Regions from separate parts of the Arabidopsis thaliana genome. Here region 2 is linked to region 1. Evidence: chromatin contacts called from public ChIA-PET data. All regions are on one chromosome and are shown on one strand. Each heading gives the region's core, a stretch centred on a gene start, on an enhancer-like site or on the middle of the called end of the contact. The rest is flanking DNA. Distances are from core to core; before and after follow the strand shown.

The links. ChIA-PET counts read pairs in DNA pulled down with a chosen protein or histone mark.
Region 2: an H3K4me3 ChIA-PET map of shoot shows a contact between it and region 1, with 10 read pairs. The contact joins the promoter of BPC4 here to the promoter of AT2G21160 in region 1. A contact is called at or near these places in 3 of 26 Hi-C or Micro-C datasets (leaf and seedling), 1 of 2 datasets of contacts at active chromatin or transcription factors (shoot) and 1 of 3 other capture datasets (seedling).

Annotation. Positions count from the first base shown.
Region 1 is chr2:9,065,709-9,069,659 of TAIR10.1, forward strand. AT2G21160 (Translocon-associated protein (TRAP), alpha subunit) reads left to right here and starts at 2,544. Exons shown (of 8, transcript NM_127686.4): 1 at 2,544-2,780; 2 at 3,236-3,403; 3 at 3,494-3,544; 4 at 3,641-3,729; 5 at 3,818-3,895. The coding sequence starts at 2,720. It overlaps XCT (XAP5 family protein), which reads left to right. Exons shown (of 12, transcript NM_127685.4): 2 at 125-190; 3 at 276-340; 4 at 428-543; 5 at 1,004-1,082; 6 at 1,178-1,254; 7 at 1,338-1,399; 8 at 1,488-1,619; 9 at 1,706-1,759; 10 at 1,846-1,911; 11 at 2,005-2,079; 12 at 2,163-2,520. The coding sequence ends at 2,213.
Region 2 is chr2:9,100,709-9,104,766 of TAIR10.1, forward strand. It overlaps BPC4 (basic pentacysteine 4), which reads right to left and starts at 2,433. Exons shown (of 3, transcript NM_127696.4): 1 at 2,253-2,433; 2 at 1,713-1,883; 3 at 569-1,628. The coding sequence starts at 1,781. The coding sequence ends at 807. AT2G21250 (NAD(P)-linked oxidoreductase superfamily protein) reads right to left here. Exons shown (of 6, transcript NM_127697.3): 2 at 3,779-3,873; 3 at 3,580-3,697; 4 at 3,315-3,447; 5 at 3,013-3,232; 6 at 2,428-2,930. The coding sequence ends at 2,700. It overlaps AT2G21237, which reads right to left and starts at 507. Exons shown (of 1, transcript NM_179680.1): 1 at 1-507. The coding sequence starts at 476.

The DNA.
Region 1 (3,951 bases), core at 1,294-3,793:
CGGAGAACAAGATTAGATCATCATTGCTTGAGATTGTATTGCAGTTTTGGTGTCTCAAGTGTTTACGAATCACAAATGTTATCTTGCTATTTGGGCTGTGACTAATTCATTTGTTTTTGGTTAGATTCTTGACACTGCTTTCAAGAAGGAAACAGTGGGTTTAGTTACAAGAGAGGAGTATGTGGAGAAGGTAATTGGAGTCATGGCTTGTATTACTCTCCAACTTTAACAGTCATCTAGATTGTGGTGTTTAATTCTGTATGTGATATATGTAGAGGGTTAATATTCGTAATAAGTTCGAGGAAGAAGAGAAGGAGAAACTGCAGAAGCTACAGCAAGAGTGAGTTTTGTTTTTAGGTCTATTGTTCATAGTTATTGGTGTTATTCTTTGGATTAAGCTTGATTGACTTTTTTTTTTTAACTACAGGGAAGAGGAGTTGCAGCTAGAGAAGCGTAACAAGAAGAGAAAGATTAAGGGATCTTCCCGCTTATCTTTTGCTGAAGATTTTGAGAATGGCAGTGATGAAGATGATGGAGAAAACAGTAAGTGCATTCATTCATCAATCTCGTAGATAGGACTTAGTCTACCTCGACTGTTTTTATTAGATTTTCTTAAGCTTTTAACTTGATTCCTGAATATGCTGTTGTTACATCAATGGTGAATTGTGGTATAGTTAGGATTAGGTGTGATACATGCTGTCATTCAATTAAACCACTATAACTTTTTTCCTTTTTGTAAAAGTTGAAAAAATATTTATCTATCTTTCGCAGATTTAATAAAATCCTTTTTAAAATGTATGGAAGTTGACAAAATATAGTCTCCATCTTTTGCAGTAATAAAGAATCTCATCATGTATTACAGACATTAATTCTACAAATGTAGATTGGAATATTGCTTGGTTGTTGGAGGATTTGAGATGCAAATAGCTTGCTGCGTAGGAATTTATAATATCATCTAATGTTGTCCTTTTTGTAACTTCTATCATGTACACTATTTATGCAGAGAGTTCTGGGACAGGGAACTTACGCTGCGGAAAACTTGGCAAGGACCCCTCAGTGGAAACGAATTTCCTGCCTGACAGGTGATCTCTAGCTCTCTTGTTTATCTTTATCTTCCTTGTCTGCTTTTGCAGTAAGTCTCAACTTTAGCTGTGGTGTTTTGAGGTTGCTGTTTCAGTGAGAGGGAGGCGGAGGAACAAGCTGAACGTGAAAGGCTGAAGAAGCAGTGGCTTCGTGAACAAGAGCAGATTAAAAGTTGTCCATTTTCTAGTTACCTTCTAATTTCAGTTGTAATACTTGATTCAAGGAAGATTGTCTAACTATTTTTTGTTTTTCAGACGAGCCTCTTGAGATTACTTACAGTTACTGGGATGGGACTGGCCATAGACGAGTTATTCAGGCAAGCACAAACTACACCTTTGTCATACTGCTTGAGCCTTACGTGTGTGATCATTTACTTACCTTTATGATATATACCCATTTTACAGGTCCGCAAGGGTGACCCAATTGGGAATTTTCTGCGGGCTGTTCAGCAGCAGCTTGCCCCTGACTTCCGGGAGATTCGGACGGCATCAGTGGAGAATTTACTATATGTAAAGGAAGATCTTATTATTCCACATGTGAGAACCCTTTAAACTTACCAAGTTATCCTCCCTTTACTATATAGGACTTAACGATAACATGGGGTATTTTTTTGTAAATGTAGCAACACAGTTTCTATGAGCTGATCATTAACAAAGCGAGGGGGAAGAGTGGGCCGGTATGCCTTGTCGACACTTTTTGAAATTCAGTTTATATAGAAATTGTAACCGAGACTCACTTCTCCTACATTGTTCTTGTTAACAGCTGTTTCACTTTGATGTGCATGAAGACGTGAGAACAATAGCAGATGCAACGATAGAGAAAGACGAGGTATGTTTCCCTGACCCGATCACATGAGAAAAGAGAGTAGTTTGATGATGGAAAGTTGTTTCTAAAGCATTGTAAAATGTGGTGTTAATGAAGTCGCATGCGGGTAAAGTTGTGGAGAGGCATTGGTACGAGAAGAACAAGCATATATTCCCTGCTTCCAGATGGGAGGTAACTCTCAAATAATCTTTTCTCTGCACTTTTCATTCTCAGCTAGACTTTGAATCTTATTGTTTTGCATTATAATTGTTCAGATTTACGACCCGACAAAGAAATGGGAACGGTACACAGTCCATGGGGATTAATTCTGGACCAGAACATGCTTTTGATGGATCGTTTGTTGACATGATTGATCAGATTTGGTGTAATAGTAGTGGAATGTTCATGGCATTTTTAATGCTCATTCTTCTTCCCTCAATGTACCATTACACTCGTTTTTTAATTTTTCTTAAAATAATGGAACTGTTTGATTTCTTTAGTACCCGTTATTTTGTGATTTTTCATGTCATGTGAAAATTTAGTATGAGATCTTGTGATTACAAATTTATAATGAGAGCACACAAATTAAGAATGTTAGAAACCAATTTGTGAATCCCCTGATGTATACAAGGCAACAAAATCACACGAAATAAATTGAGAGACCAGACAAAACGCTGTCGTTTTGCGAGGGTTTCTATGGTTGTGTTGTTATCTTTTTTTTTTCAGAAATAAATTAATTTAGTGTGAAAGAGCAAAAGCATAAATAGCATCGAGAGAGACACTGTTCTCATTCATTCGCAAATTCGTTGACCATATTTGATAGAATCAAGCGATGATGAATCTTAGGGTTTTGTTCCTCGCTCTCCTTCTCCTTGCATCTCCTCTGCTTCAAGGTAGGTCTCCTCTCTCTTCTCTTTTTGTTTTTCCATTGATTTTGTAGATCTAGATCCGTTTTGTTTCCTTCGCGTTTTCTGATTGGATTTCACATTTGATCTCTGTTTCCGATCTGGTTTCTTAAAGGATCTGGTAACGTTATGTCCTTATTCATCGATCCGAGTGAAATTGAGCTCCTTTAACAATACTTTGCCTTCGAACATTGTAGCTCTGTGTTTTGTGTGTTGCTGCCAATCCTAGAGCAATGTGGTTTCAAAGATACAAACTTTAAAACGTAGATCGAATCCCCTAGTAATAGATTCTTCAATAGTGTCTTCGTTGCATGTCTTTATTTTCTTACTTTACACTCGCCATTGTTCTTGGGTAGAGGAAAAATTGCAAATTGTAACATTTTCTGAAGAAGACGTTATGCTTTAGTGACCTGATGTGTTTTCATGTTGTTTCTTTTGATCAGTTGCTAGATGTCAATCGGATGCCGAGGATCATTCAAGTCTTGTTGACGATGTTGTGGGAGAAAACACTGATGATGCGGTTGAGGAAGATGACCATGATTTGGATATGAACTTGTCCTCATTTCCAGGAGTTGAGACTGTTTGTGTTTTCCCCAAAAACAGTGCCAAATGTATGTGTTTACTCCTCCTTTCTTACGTATTTATCTATCCGTTGTTGTGATCTTAAAGATTTGGTTTTTAATGCTCTTTGTTTCCTGCAGTGGTTCCAGCTGGAGAAGAGACTGAGCTCCTTGTTGGTCTTAAAAATGAAGGTAGCTAATACCTCTTTTAGCTTTAGCTCTCTTTGTGTTGAGTTTTCTGTTTTGTTGTCAAAACTAAATATCTCCAAATTGGCTGTGACTTAACAGGGAAAACTAGAGTAGGTGTGATGGGAATTAGGGCCAGCGTTCATCTTCCTTATGATCATAAGTTGTTGGTTCAGAATCTAACCATGTTGGTAAGCATTTGACTAGGAAACTATTTGTCTAAATATTTGTTATCATTTTATTGTTTTTTGTTGTTCACATGCTTGCATTCTATTGCAGAGACTTAACAATGCATCCATCCCAACGTCTCTTCAAGCAACATTCCCATACATCTTTGCAGTCAGCCAGTACTTGCAGGTAAACATATTCCACAATAGACAATACATCATTCTCGTTCATTCTTAAAATACAAT
Region 2 (4,058 bases), core at 1,183-3,682, 35 kb after region 1:
TCGCCGTGAGACGGGAATGACACTGCGCGTTTTATCCTCGGCATCTTCTTGTCATCCGGAGCAACCACAACGGCTAAACTTTGGCAGCTGTTTTTCACCGTTTCTTCAGTTCGTTTAGTCGTCTCGGTACTCTGATTCTGCACCACACACGGTTCTTTGCTTGGAGTTGAATCCACAATCTGATCTGAGCCGCGCCTGACGAGAATATGAAGACCGATCAAGATGACAAGAGGAAGACACATCAAGAACAATGCATAGTAGATGATCCACCCGAATCCCGTGTGACTCTTTCCGTGACAGATCCACTCAATGACTAAAGCCATTCCTGAGGTGAATGTAGTCAAGCTGCTTAGGACAAAAACTTTGACAATCCCCGGATTCGGAATTTGCAAGAAGGCTCTTGCGGCGCCAAGAAACCATATCTCTTGTGACCGTTGATGCGTCTCCACATGCGCCACTGTGGCTTTCTCCATCATTTTGTTGTTGTTTATGCTTACTTTGTGTTTTATTTTTTGTTCTCTCCTCTCGGTATAAAAAGAAACTAACAAGTGAAAGAAAAAAGGGGTAACAGATTTTGCTATCAAAGGGGTAACAGATTTTGATTTTTAACTGTTACGATTTTATTTTATTTTTTGAGGTCAAAACACAGATTTTTTATGCAAACCATTTTTGCCCATCCAAAAGATACACATAACAATGGTTTTACCATACACAACAAAGAACAAACTATGGACAATAAAGACAAAGACAACACCTAATCTTAAGAAGACGAGAGAAACATACTTGGACTGTGTAAACAACAGAGGCTACTTGATAGTGATGTAGCGGTTTGTCCCGTGCCTAGCCCAATAGTCTTTAAGATCAACAGGACACGAGAGATCATATCCTTCTGCTGATAAACGGCTGAGTAATCTCGAGAAAACGTTTCCGCTCATTTTCCTACCGCCCATCCGAGAATGCCTCTTGTTTGGCATCTGCGGTAATGGATACTGGGATAAGGTGGTTGTGCAGCAAGACGATTGCCAGCCGCCATTTCCCCATTTGTAACACTGACGCGTAGAGCCTGTGCACGAACACATGGGTACAGGCATTGTCGTCTCATCGAAGGTGACTAAGTTCAAACCGACATCTTGACTGTCCCAATCTGTTCTAGATTTCTTTCCAGGAGCAGGAACTCGACGGTTCAGATCTTCACCCACTTTTTTCACCTTTGATAGTCCCTGCTTGTTCTCTTTCTTCCTTTTGTTCACCACCTTCGTGTTTGTAACCTCAGGCGGAATAGTTGACAAAGGGAAGACTTCAAGTTTGTGGGGTTCCCCAATACCAAAACAATCATCTCCATCAACACACTTCCCACCAGACAAAGCAAAGTTGAGACTATTTTCATGGTGTTGAAGAGCAGCATAAGCATTATCTCTCTCTATCAAAGCTTTATCTCTCTCAGAAAGAGCTTTGTCACGTTGCTGAAGCGCTTCGTCCCGAGCAGCGACAGCTTCCTTTTTAGCAGAGACAGCTTGATTTCTTTCATGTACAGCAGCGTCTCTCTCAGCAAGGATGGACATGATCTTCTTATTCATCACCAACGCATTATGTTGTTCCTTAATCTGATGCTGGGGAATCATATTCCACTGTAACAAACATTCTTTGCTTATATAACTTCAATCACACTAACAAAAACATATCTTTAGGAAACCAAAAATCTTAAGTCTTACCATAGATTGTGCACCTTTGAAGTAATCGGGCTTGAACCGCGCATTATCATACTGACCACCATTCTCCATAACTCTTATAATCTTCAAACAGTGAAACACCGAACCAATCAAGCTTCTCCTCCAAACACACTCAGCAACAGTGAAACCAAATTTCAAACATTGTGATTCGATCTATGAAAACAATTGAAGAGTAAGAATTACAAGCAGATATTAGCACACTGAACTCGCAATTCACTATCTTCAAACAAAATCAAAACTTCTCGAATTGATCTGCCAGTTAGGGTTCCGCAATTGATTCAGATACCAAAATCAATCTGAGCTAGTCAGAGAAACAGGTCTTAAGGAACAATTTTACGAAAATTGGAATAAATTAGGTCAAGATCAAAAAGGTCGAATCAATCTAAACCTTCCATGACAAGAGATTATTCCGCGAAACAATAGAAAACAAGGGTGAAACTGAAATTATAAACCCTAGAGATACAACACATTCAAAATTGATTAACAAATAAATTAAAGAGAGGAAAAGGCGCGAAAGCTTACGAATTCGATGAGCTTCTGGAAAAAATCTGGGCAAAATGGATAATTGATCGAGAAGAAAGATCCAAAGGGTAGAGAGAGAGAGAGATAGTGTCTCTGTCCGCGAAGAAGCTCAATGTACTTACTTCGTCATTTACCAAATTACCCTCTTCTCTACTACTAAACAAGAGAAATCAAGGGTATACTCGTCTTTTTAAATATCCTCTTTCAGTTACAATAATGATTCATTGTGGATTTAAGCATATAAATAGAGAAGAGAGAAATCTATATCACTTTCCATCAATGTGTGATATTGTAGTACTTAAGAAATCATAATCTGTTTAACAACATGAGTTTATGTATGAAAGATAGGCTCACAAACATTTGAGAATGTTTCAGGTAAAGCTATGGCTTCTTCTCGTTGTTTATCTTCTTAAGCTTCATTTATTCATGTAGATAGAGAGAGTGTGATCAAGCGTAGAGATCAATGTTCCAAAACTTGGCTGGTTGGTTCGTGCGGTATTTCCTCTCCATGCTTTTGATCACTTCCATGTCCTCTTTCGATAGTTCGAAGTCGAAAACCTGAAAGTTCTCTTCCAATCTCGCAGGCTTTGATGTCTTTGGTATCACCACCGTTTTTCTCTGGATTCCCCACCTCAGGACAACTTGTGCCACTGTCTTTTTGTACTTCTCGGCCACATCCTAAGAATTCAGATAAACGCAGTCCTTTTTTAATTGTCAAAGGTTCAATCCAAACTTTTAAGGTTTAGAGGATGGGGCTTACTTTGAGAACTGGATCATCCAGGCATGACACGGTGCCAAACCACTCGGCATTGGCTGTGGCACCTCCGAGAGGAGTATGAGCAGTGACACAGATACCATGTTTCTGGCAGAATTTGACAAGAGAATCACGTTGGAAGTAAGGATGTGTCTCGATCTGATTCACAGCAGGTTTGATCTTGGAGTAAGCCAAGCAATCTCTCGTTAGAAAGACATCATAGTTACTGCAAAAAACCTAATGGTCAAAAAATTCATATATTGGCGACTAAACAAGAGAACTTGTAATGATAGTGAGAGAAGTTGAACCTGATTCCAATGCTGCGGACTAAACCCATAGAAACAAGCTTTTCCATGTCGTGCCATGTAGTTTCCAGAGAGATGGTCGTGTCTATGTCCAATACCCCGTCATCGCCCAAAGCACTATCGGTTGTCCCTACTCCTGCAAAGCATATATAGAAGACACTTAAGAAAACTTGATCTCAGTCAGTGAAAAAGGAGGACTTGTAATAAAACGAAATGCAATGGTCTCTGACTCTAGACTAATAAAACGCTAATGAGGCAGAGGCCTCACCGGTGTGTTTCGTTGCTACGGGAAAATGAACGAGGAAGAGATCGAGGTAATCAAGTTGAAGTTTCTTGAGACTGTCTTTGCAGGCCTCAATGACATGGCCATGGTCTGAATTCCATAGCTGCAAAAAACCAATTCAGATCACAGATCAGAGCTTGCTCACATTAAATTGAGATCATAGCTGTATAGTTTTCGATTGGACCTTGGTTGTAATGAAGAGATCCTCCCTCTTAACCAGACCAGTCTTGAATGCTTCTGTAAGAGCATCACCAACTTCGGTCTCATTCCTATAATCAGCTGCACCAAGGAAAACGAACACACCAAAATCAAGACTTAAAACAACGCAAATCACACAATAGAATTAAAACAAAGCTGAACTCTGTCTATAATAAGTAACAAGTTAAAAGCTATTATAGAACAATCTGTCATCAATACAGCAATAGAATCTAGATCATTCTATGATTCCAAATACTTAGAACTTC